Linked DNA regions of Mus musculus: regions 1 and 3 are each linked to region 2. A link is a contact called in public Hi-C and HiChIP or PLAC-seq data. All regions are on one chromosome and are shown on one strand. Each heading gives the region's core, a stretch centred on a gene start, on an enhancer-like site or on the middle of the called end of the contact. The rest is flanking DNA. Distances are from core to core; before and after follow the strand shown.

Region 1 (2,776 bases), core at 147-2,646, 520 kb before region 2:
ATGGGAAGGCCTGAGCTAAAATTGAGCGGTACATGACACTGGGGCAAGTCAGTTTGCACTTTAAGCTTGAATTTCTCCAAAAGAAAATGAGATTTGACCTAAATAATCTCTAGCGTCCTTTCTAGGCTCAAACTTGTTGCTCCATTGAAACTTTACTGAGAACTCTGTAGCAGCAATGTAACGTTAATCAGTCAACATTTAGTTAACGGAGCACCTTCTACGTGCCAAGCACCACGGAATACGGTGATAGGAAAATCACCAAAAGGCATGCAATCTTCTCTCAAGCACATCAGAGTTTAATACAGGTGGACATGTAAATGCACTGCACTACAATGTACAATTACGGATTCACTGTATGCTTAGACATCTATCCTGTCGGGGATGACAGCAGATCACAGTGCGTGCCTTCATCAGAGATTACTGTCCAGTTAAATAGACACACGTTAGCAAAGAACTCACCACACAATATATAAAGACACCAAATGTGGTCTGTAATTGTAACAGGGGAACATGACTTTGTAAGGGAAGGTTTCCCTACAGAAGTGACATTTTGGGCGAATACCCAAAAGATGAAAAGACAATTCCAGACCAAAAAAAAAAAAATTGGGCCAATGGCAAAAGGGTCCCAGTGGTTTGTGAAACTGAAAGCTTAACAAAGCTAGACATTTAAAGAAGGTGTAAGAGATTTCAAGAAGGGGTCCTGAGTGACATGATCAGGTCAGCATTTGAAAAGTTACTCCGTCCTCAGCTCAGAGAACAGACTAAACCAGAACTGCCCCTGCTGAGTTAGGAGACTAGGGCAGCCTCGGTGATAAACTTGGACGAGGTGTTTTTACAGTGTGTGCTGACGCCCGGGCAAGCAGGTCTAAAAAATAATGCTAGAAATCCAAGTCGCGTCGCTGGGGAAATCGCTGGTAACAGCATCGTAAAGAAACCAGACGTCCTGCAGCCTCAGGGAGGAGGAGGTCAGGGCGGAGGAGCAAAACACCAAAGCCATGACAGTCCCCACGCGTGCCCTGCCTGTCACAGGAGCAGAGGACCGGGTCCTCCTCCCTCGTCACCGCTGGCTTCGCACTCTTAACAGGGCGTTCTAAAAGGCTGTGTCCGGTCCCTGTCCTCAGGACGGACGGTCCTGAATCCCACAACACAGCCCGGGGAGGGAAGACGCTGCAGGCGGCTGCCCTCAGGGGCCGTGCGTCCTGCACCTGAGGCGCTCACAGTCACACGGTCCTCCCTGGGGTCGGTCCTCAACAGACACCGATGCCTACCTCGATGTGTCCAGCGGCAGAGCTGCCGAGAGACAAGAGCGCCAAGGCGGCCAGGGTAGCCACCCGCAGAGTGAGGAAGCAGGGGGCCGCCATGTTTGCCGGCTTCTCACGCCCCGAAGAGCAAAGGGGCGGGGCGAGTGCCGTAAAGCAGCGCTGCCGCTGCCGTGCACGGGGGGGTGTGGTTTGGTTTGTTCTTCCCATGGTAGTGGCCTTGAGTTGTTTTAGTTTTTGTTTTGTTTTGTTGCTTCATTTTGTTGTTTTGTTTTGTTTGCCACCGCATACACCTTCCTCCATTCAGGTTCTGGAGTGGCCGGGGCAACCTAATTGGAGAATTACTTACTCAGCTATGTTTCTAGGTTTGTTTTGTAAAATAGACACAATATTTAAGGAGGAAATTTTAAAAAGATAATTTGGGGATCCACAATATTTGATGTTTCCCTTTGGTGTGGTGCTATCAGTTAGTTGGCTATGTGGTCCAAGATTTCTAAATCTTAAAGGACGACAAAATGGAAATATGATCACTGGGGTTTAATGACTGCCAACCTACAGGGGAAAAAAAATGGGTTCAGTGAAGGATGTTGCTTCAAGAGATCAAGTCAGAAAGAGGTGGCACCCAACACCTGCTTCTGGCTTCCATAAGTGGGCCTGTAAACACACACACACACACACACACACACGTACACACACGTACACACACGTACACACAGACACCATACAGAAGGGAAAAAATATACAGTATTTCTGGTCATTCTGTTTTCTAATTTTGAAAAAAATTTTTGTTGTAACACTATTACTCATCCATTTTAATTATTCTTTGAATATTTCTTTTAATTTTTTTTGAGACAAGGTCTCATTATGAAGCCCTGCCTGACCTAAAGCTACCTTGAACTCACAGAGAGACCTGCCTACCACTGTCTCCCACGTGCTGACATTAAAAGCACGTGCTACCATGGCCAGTTTTGCTTGAAAGTGTTTTGTGTCCTTTTTGTTTCACACACACACACACACAAAACAACTTTAGTTTTTGGATTTTATGTAACGTGTATGGATATTTTTCCTACATATATGCCTAAGCACAATGTGTGTGCATTGCCTGCAGAGGTCAGAAGTGGACATCAGATCCTCTGGAACCAGAGATGGTTGTTAAATCACCACGTGGGTTCTGAAAACTAAACCCAGGACCTTTGCAAGAGCAGCCAGTACTCTTAACCACTGAGCTATCTCTTCACTCCCCACAAAAGCCCTTTTTTTTTAATTGGATATTTTATTTACATTTTTAATGTTATCCTCTTTCCATGTTTCCCCTCTGGAAACCCTCTATCCCATCACCCCTCCCACTGCTTCTACTACAACAGACTGACCTACACTGACAGCATTTCCCTACACTGAGTCATCTAGCCTTCACAGGACCAAGGGCCTCGTCTCCCACTGATGCCCAACAAAATTATCCTCTGCTGCATATGCAGCTGGAGCCATGGGTCGCTCCATGTGCACTCTTTGATTGGTGG
Region 2 (2,917 bases), core at 154-2,653:
ATGCTTTTCTGAGTCCTGAATTATTGCATGATACAGCAGGCTAGATACTTGTAATAAAACAAGGAGAATTCGAGCTTCATGTTAATAGAAGAATTCAATTTTTAAATGCAGTTAATTTACTAATTGTAGTTTCTCTTCTCTTCATAGTCTCTCTCAAGTCTACCCCCTACACCTGTATTAGCAGGTAGATATTTATAGGTGAGTGTGATGGCATATGCACTTTCAGAGTCGCACTCTCATGATGACTGCTGATGTTAACTTCCCCATGGTCTTTGGGACATGGAATGTGAAAAAGAAATGTTTGATCCTGATCCTTTCTCTGTGATAACTCCAGCTTGTGTCAAGTTGACACACAAAGCCAGCTGGTACAGATTGAAAACCCACAAAAGAGATAAAAGATGAGTTATTTACATTCAAAATATTTCTCATCTATTCAAGATACATTTTTAAAGAAGGAAAGCATCAGATAACATATAAATGTAAAATGATTAAAACTGTTGATTTAAAAAATTACAACAAATCGCAACAAATGTTTTTTAAAGGTATGAAATATACTAATATTACAAGGGAATACTAAAAAGATAGGGAGAAAACCCCCCCCCACTTGTTTCAAAAAAATCTTTGTCAACAAGTAAATACTTAAAATTAGGGGAAATGTGTTTTGAAGGAACTTGTTACCTAACTGCCTCTCCTAACTAATCCATCCAGGCCGTAAACTGGTCCCGGGTGACAGTTACACTGACCTGAGCGTGCTGGAATCTGATCCTCTCTCCCCTACATTCCCTGCAGTATAAAGACCCCCTCAGAATGGGCTTTTCCGTTTCATTGTGATAAGGAATGGTTTATTAAGTATTATCCCCCCTCCAAAAAAAAGAACCCCTAGTTAAAACCATTCTTAAGTCACCTATTTATGTTAAAATACTGCTTTTCAATGTTATAACAGTCCTTTTACCATGTGACATTTTATATAGTGGCTCCCTCACTTTTCAGATCGATAGACCCCAGAAATTTTGAAAATGACCCAAATTATTTGAAGATTTTAAATGTAAACACCTCATATTTTAGTTCTGCACATTTTATAGCTAGGTAACTTGAAATTGAAGTTAGAATACCTACTGTAAGTTGAGGGCTTTTCTGACTGTATAATCAGTTTAACATGGGATGCCTAATGGCTATAATTATTTCTGTTGCCTTTTTACCTCTAATGGAGTAAATGTATATGTAGTTGCGGCATTCTGTGCTGGTTTGCTAAATCCACAGGAAATAAAAGGGTACAGCTAGGACGAAGGAAAGGGAATAGTTAATCGTGGAGGAGGAGAGGCACAGCTCAGTACTTTGCCTAGAGGCCGCTGGGAAAGTGACGTCCTGTAGCGTTCGTTCGTTCGCTGTTCTAGAAAGTACAGAGACACGTAGTTGAAGTGGGAGGGTCTAGCTGAGGCCGTCTCCGTGCGGTGTCTATTTATCTGTAAGTGAGCTGCCGGGGAGGAATTAAATAGAGACGCTGCCTGCTGCCTCTGGACAGCTGAGCCGAGTTGCTGATTTGCTTTAACTTGTAAGATACCCAGCTTGCTTTATTTTCTCAGGATCATTGTGTTGCTAAGCCTGGGGACGCTGTTTTCTTTTACAAAGGGAAATCTAAGTTCATTTCAAGGCATTCGAAATGGGGAAAGACTATTATCACATTTTGGGAATTGACAAAGGAGCTACAGATGAAGATGTTAAAAAGGCTTACCGAAAGCAAGCCCTCAAATTTCACCCGGACAAGAACAAATCTCCTCAAGCAGAGGAAAAATTTAAAGAGGTCGCAGAAGCGTATGAAGTACTGAGTGATCCTAAAAAGAGAGAAATATATGATCAGTTTGGCGAAGAAGGTAAGCTGCATATTTCTGTACCTTTGGCAGTGTCTGAATCGTAGCTTTTTTTTTTCTCTCTCTCTCAGCCTTCTGGTTATCGTTACATGAGAACATCAGACATACTAAAATAAAAAGAAAAATAACAGGTTAAAACTAAGGTTTAATCCTTGATTATTTGAATGAGCTATGAATGAAATGTCATGTTTGTCTTTGTGGGTTTTTTTCTTAGAATATTGTATTATTCATATTCTCCTGTTAGACTTATTGTTTTAGCATTTTATATTTTAAAAGAAACCTTAAATTCTCATGCCTGTGAATGAATTGTTTAAAAGTCTTATGCAACCTGTTTTGTTTTTAATGATTTTATTGCCAGAATTAATAGAATCTTCAGTCACTTAAAATTTTAAGATCGGCAATTCAAATTCTGGGCCATTTATGTTTTATTTAGAAAAACAAGAAGTTTTTTGTCCTTTTAGAGCGACGCTAGTTGAAACTGAACAAGACGGAGTGGTGTGTCGTAGAAGCAGAAGGCACAGGCATTTAGCTTCTAGTTGTTTTTGGCAATCTGCCTAGAGAGGAAAGAATTTCCCTGATGTCATAAAATACCAGAACAAGTTTTTAGCTTAATTATAAACAGTTAATATTGTGCCAGGAGAACAAGATCTCTCTCTCTCTCTCTCTCTCTTTCTCCCTCCCTCTCTTCCTCCCCCCCCCCCCCCGCCCTCCCGCCCTCCCTCTCCTTCTCTAACCCAAAATGGCCACCTAGTTGGAACAATGACTGAGTTTGTTTTAGTTAACTATTTCTTTTGGAAATTTTACTATGTGGCTGAAGAGGAAGCATGACAGCTGCCCTTTCCCTCAGCCATACTTTTTTTCTTGCCTTCTGAGATCAGGACTCAGTGAGCTCAGTAGCCTTTGAGAATCTCCTTTTACCATTCCGAATTTTGTCCAGCATCTCCATAAATGTCCATAAATGTCGTAAATGTGGCCATAAAGTAGGAGTTTGAAATTGTCAGTCAGCAGCAGCGGCAACCATGCATTAGTTCACGTGAGTTCTGGGGTTT
Region 3 (3,151 bases), core at 224-2,723, 740 kb before region 2:
GTAGAATTCCGTGTGGACCTGGCTTTTCCAAAAACCCCTGCCTTTGTCTCCCAAGGTCTGAGATTATAGGTATATACCACTACTCATCGTTGGAATAGATACTCCTTACGTAGGATAGAGTACCTACCTTCTCAGTAGAATGTCTTTTAATTCCCAGTGTTTCTATCTACAAATTAAAACAAAGGGGGTGGGGGGCAGACCTTATCTTTCAGTTTTATCTGACAAAGGTTTTGCTGGATATGGTTTCTGCCTCACACCCTTCAAAGACAAATAGTTTTTCTTCAGGTGCCTGTGGCGAACTTGGCATTATTTTCTGTCTTATTTCTTCTCCAGAGAAATGGCCTGCATTAAAAACACTCCCCATGTCTAGGCCATCTGTGTGAAGCCAGTGTTCTGACAGTGGCTGCATCCATAGCCAGTGCCCAGGCCTCCTGAGATCACAAGCTACCGTTTGCCTCAGTGATTAGATACTTGGTTCATCCACTCTAGACAAGAATGGCCACTTCAGAACGAAGCTGTGCTTGTGCACAGGTGTGTGTGTGGGAGGGGGGGGGTGAGGAAGCAAACATGAATCACTACACAAACAGGTCAATGTGAGAATGTCTGTCAGTGGCTAGGAGTGCTAAAGGCAAAGAAGTGAGCACCAGGAGAGACAGAGATGGTGGTCAGAGACTGGCAAGAGACAGACTGGCTCCCACTGCTAAATCTAGAGTCCCTGGGGACTTGCAGGTACAAAGTGACAGCTAAATAGCTCATGGCTGGCTGGGCAAGAAAGCCTGTGGCATCGTATCTGTGGTTCGTGGCTTTGGAAAACTGAATCTAAACCTAAAGAAGTAACTTAACAACCTACAGAGGAGCTACGGCCCTGACAGTTGCTAAGGTTAGCTTGGCTGATCCATCATTCCCTCTGGTACTAGGCGAAAAGGAAGGACAGAGGAGGAAGAGGGGGAGGAAAAGAGGGAGAGAGGGAGGGGAGGAAGAGGGAGAGGAAAAGAGGGAGGGCGGTGCTGTGGGAAATATTAAAAAATGAAGAACCATCATGCTCCCGCACTTGTGCCTCTAACTCTTGGCTGGCTGGTGGGCAATGGCCTGGGAAACTCTAACAGCTACACCTTACCCCTCTGCAGTCTGTTCCAAAGAGGACCTAACTCTCTCCTGCTTTGCCCTCTTCTTCAGTCCAACCCGGAAGTCCCGCCTACTCGCCCAGTGATTGGCTCCTTTATTCATTAGAGGATTGGTTCACAAGAAGCCACCTGAGTACATTACTGTCCTGAGAGAGCAAGCAGCATAGAGCCATCCACAGCAGGGAGGGGAAGAGGGAGAGAGGGAGGAAGAAAGAAAAGAAAGGGATGAAGCTAGAAGCCTTGCAGATGTGGGAAGTGGTGTGTGTATGTGGCGATCAGAGGACAACCTTAGCAGTCATACCTCAGATAACACCCATCTTTTTGTTTGTTTCTTTGTAACAAGTCCTCTCACTGGCCTTGAAGAGGTTTGTTAGTCAGCCCCAGCGACCCGCCTGTCTCCGTCTCCCTGTGTGCTGGATTGCAAGTGCACATTGCCTCTCCCTACTTTTTACATCTGTTCTGGGATCTAGCACGTGTCCTGGTCCTTTCAAAGCAAGCATGTTACCCACCTGGGAAGTTAGCTCTTTGATACTATTGTCCGGCTGACTAGTCTTAGCTCACAGCATCCTGGGCTCTGCACCTGTATGGCTCAGACTTTGTCTCAAGGTTTTAATTGGCCGATTATGTCACCATCATCATGCCCCGAGGCCACCCGCCCTCTTTTGAGCCTCACAAAGGTATCGACCTCCCATGTCTTCTTTTGTTTAGGCTTCCGGGTCTGAACTTTGGGTTCTCTAACTGCATTCAGACTCTGGAAAATGAAGGTTTTCCAGGTTACCTTTGAAAGATCTTTGAGTGATGGGTTCCTTTCGGCCACACAGAATTTTAAGAGTGGAAAAAAAAAAAAAGACCTGTGGATTTAGTCAAACTGCAGCAGCATTTTTTTTTTTCCCTCAGAAATAAAACCTGTCAGTAGCTAGCCCTGGGGAATGTAAACATACCCTTACCTGTAATTAACCTAGGGCTCTCGGTTCTTGATGCAAATGGAGTTTTAGTTGTTTCCTTTATAGAGGAGCAGGAAGCCTGCATTTCAGTGGAGAGCCAGATCTCTGCGGCAGCTCTCTCCCATCTCCTTCTAGAGAGCCCCAGTGAAAATGATAAAGCTAGAGCCGCATTTGATGTAAGACATATGGTAGCTACTGTAATAATATTATCACCAGCTTCTTCAGTGGCTTTGTCAGTCAGGTGCAATTCCACATATTGTCTGAGATAAGAGAGTCCACCCCCAACCCCTCCTCCCACTTCCTGTTGTTGACAGCAAGGCCTTCCTAAAAGTGGCCTAAGAGCTTTGTGACAGATGTGAGGTTCCCGCTTCAAATGTGAGTAATTAGGCTGAGACTAAGGACTGCATGTTAAAGCCTGACCACGCGAGAAGAGAAGAAACCCAGGGAACACTGTGAATATTTCTGATAGTCATTAGCAGGCTAAGCGGGGAGCTTTTGCTAGCTAGTTCTGACGAATCTAGAGGAGGGAAAAGAAGAAAGCAAAGCAAAAAGAAAAAGAAAGAAAGGAAAGGCACCTCGCCCTTTAGAAATCCTCTGTGGGGTCTTCAGCTACGATTTTGACATTTCAAGCTAATCAGGGACATTATAAATTTGTAGGTAACATTTAAAAGCTATACACAGCACTCAAGGAGTTGGCCGTCACCACGTTCATCCCATTGTGCTTTGGGTTGTTCTGTGACTCAAGCTTTGCTTTGCTTGATTGCTAATTTAATAGGAGTTACTTCTGCACTCCAGGCCAGCGGGCACGCAATAAACATGGTTGCGTGAGGAGCTGGCTCCGCAGCGTGTCGTCCTGGGCTTGGTTCTGTGTACTCAGTCTCACAGACTCTGAAGACTCTAGCAGTGTGTTAAAATGGACACACCCCGCCTTTTAAAGAAAGATGTGAAAATAAATAATAAATAACAACAATGTGTCAAAGTGATTTTCATTGCTCGGATTAATAAAAGGAAGCTAACGCTGTGCCTGCATAGGAGGAAAATCACATTATATTTCTTTTTTTCCCTTTTAATGCCACCCCTTGT

Evidence for each region. A called contact is a pair of places that touch in the nucleus more often than the background predicts. HiChIP or PLAC-seq counts read pairs in DNA pulled down with a chosen protein or histone mark.
Region 1: an H3K4me3 HiChIP or PLAC-seq map of the 230-238 cell line shows a contact between it and region 2, with 15 read pairs. The contact joins the promoter of Pigk here to the promoter of Dnajb4 in region 2. A contact is called at or near these places in 10 of 39 promoter capture datasets (the C10 cell line, the HPC-7 cell line, cranial neural crest and 5 more), 7 of 484 Hi-C or Micro-C datasets (CD4 T cells, CD8 T cells, centroblasts and 3 more), 5 of 115 datasets of contacts at active chromatin or transcription factors (the 230-238 cell line, bone marrow-derived macrophages, embryonic stem cells and 1 more) and 2 of 9 other capture datasets (adipose tissue and liver).
Region 3: a Hi-C map of CD4 T cells shows a contact between it and region 2, with 2.2 times the contacts expected there. The contact joins the enhancer-like site here to the promoter of Dnajb4 in region 2.

The regions. Positions count from the first base shown.
Region 1 is chr3:152,712,720-152,715,495 of GRCm38.p6, reverse strand. Pigk (phosphatidylinositol glycan anchor biosynthesis, class K) reads right to left here and starts at 1,396. Exons shown (of 11, transcript NM_025662.5): 1 at 1,269-1,396. The coding sequence starts at 1,361.
Region 2 is chr3:152,192,331-152,195,247 of GRCm38.p6, reverse strand. Dnajb4 (DnaJ heat shock protein family (Hsp40) member B4) reads left to right here and starts at 1,403. Exons shown (of 3, transcript NM_025926.5): 1 at 1,403-1,871. The coding sequence starts at 1,661.
Region 3 is chr3:152,928,038-152,931,188 of GRCm38.p6, reverse strand. All of the region lies in intron 2 of St6galnac5 (ST6 (alpha-N-acetyl-neuraminyl-2,3-beta-galactosyl-1,3)-N-acetylgalactosaminide alpha-2,6-sialyltransferase 5), which reads left to right. All of the region lies in intron 2 of Gm46830 (a long non-coding RNA gene), which reads right to left. Among named protein-coding and RNA genes, the nearest start is that of Gm46830, 30 kb to the right of the region's middle. Within about 2 kb of position 1,473, at least 82 of the 459 cell types and tissues checked have an H3K27ac peak or open chromatin away from gene starts, as enhancers often do.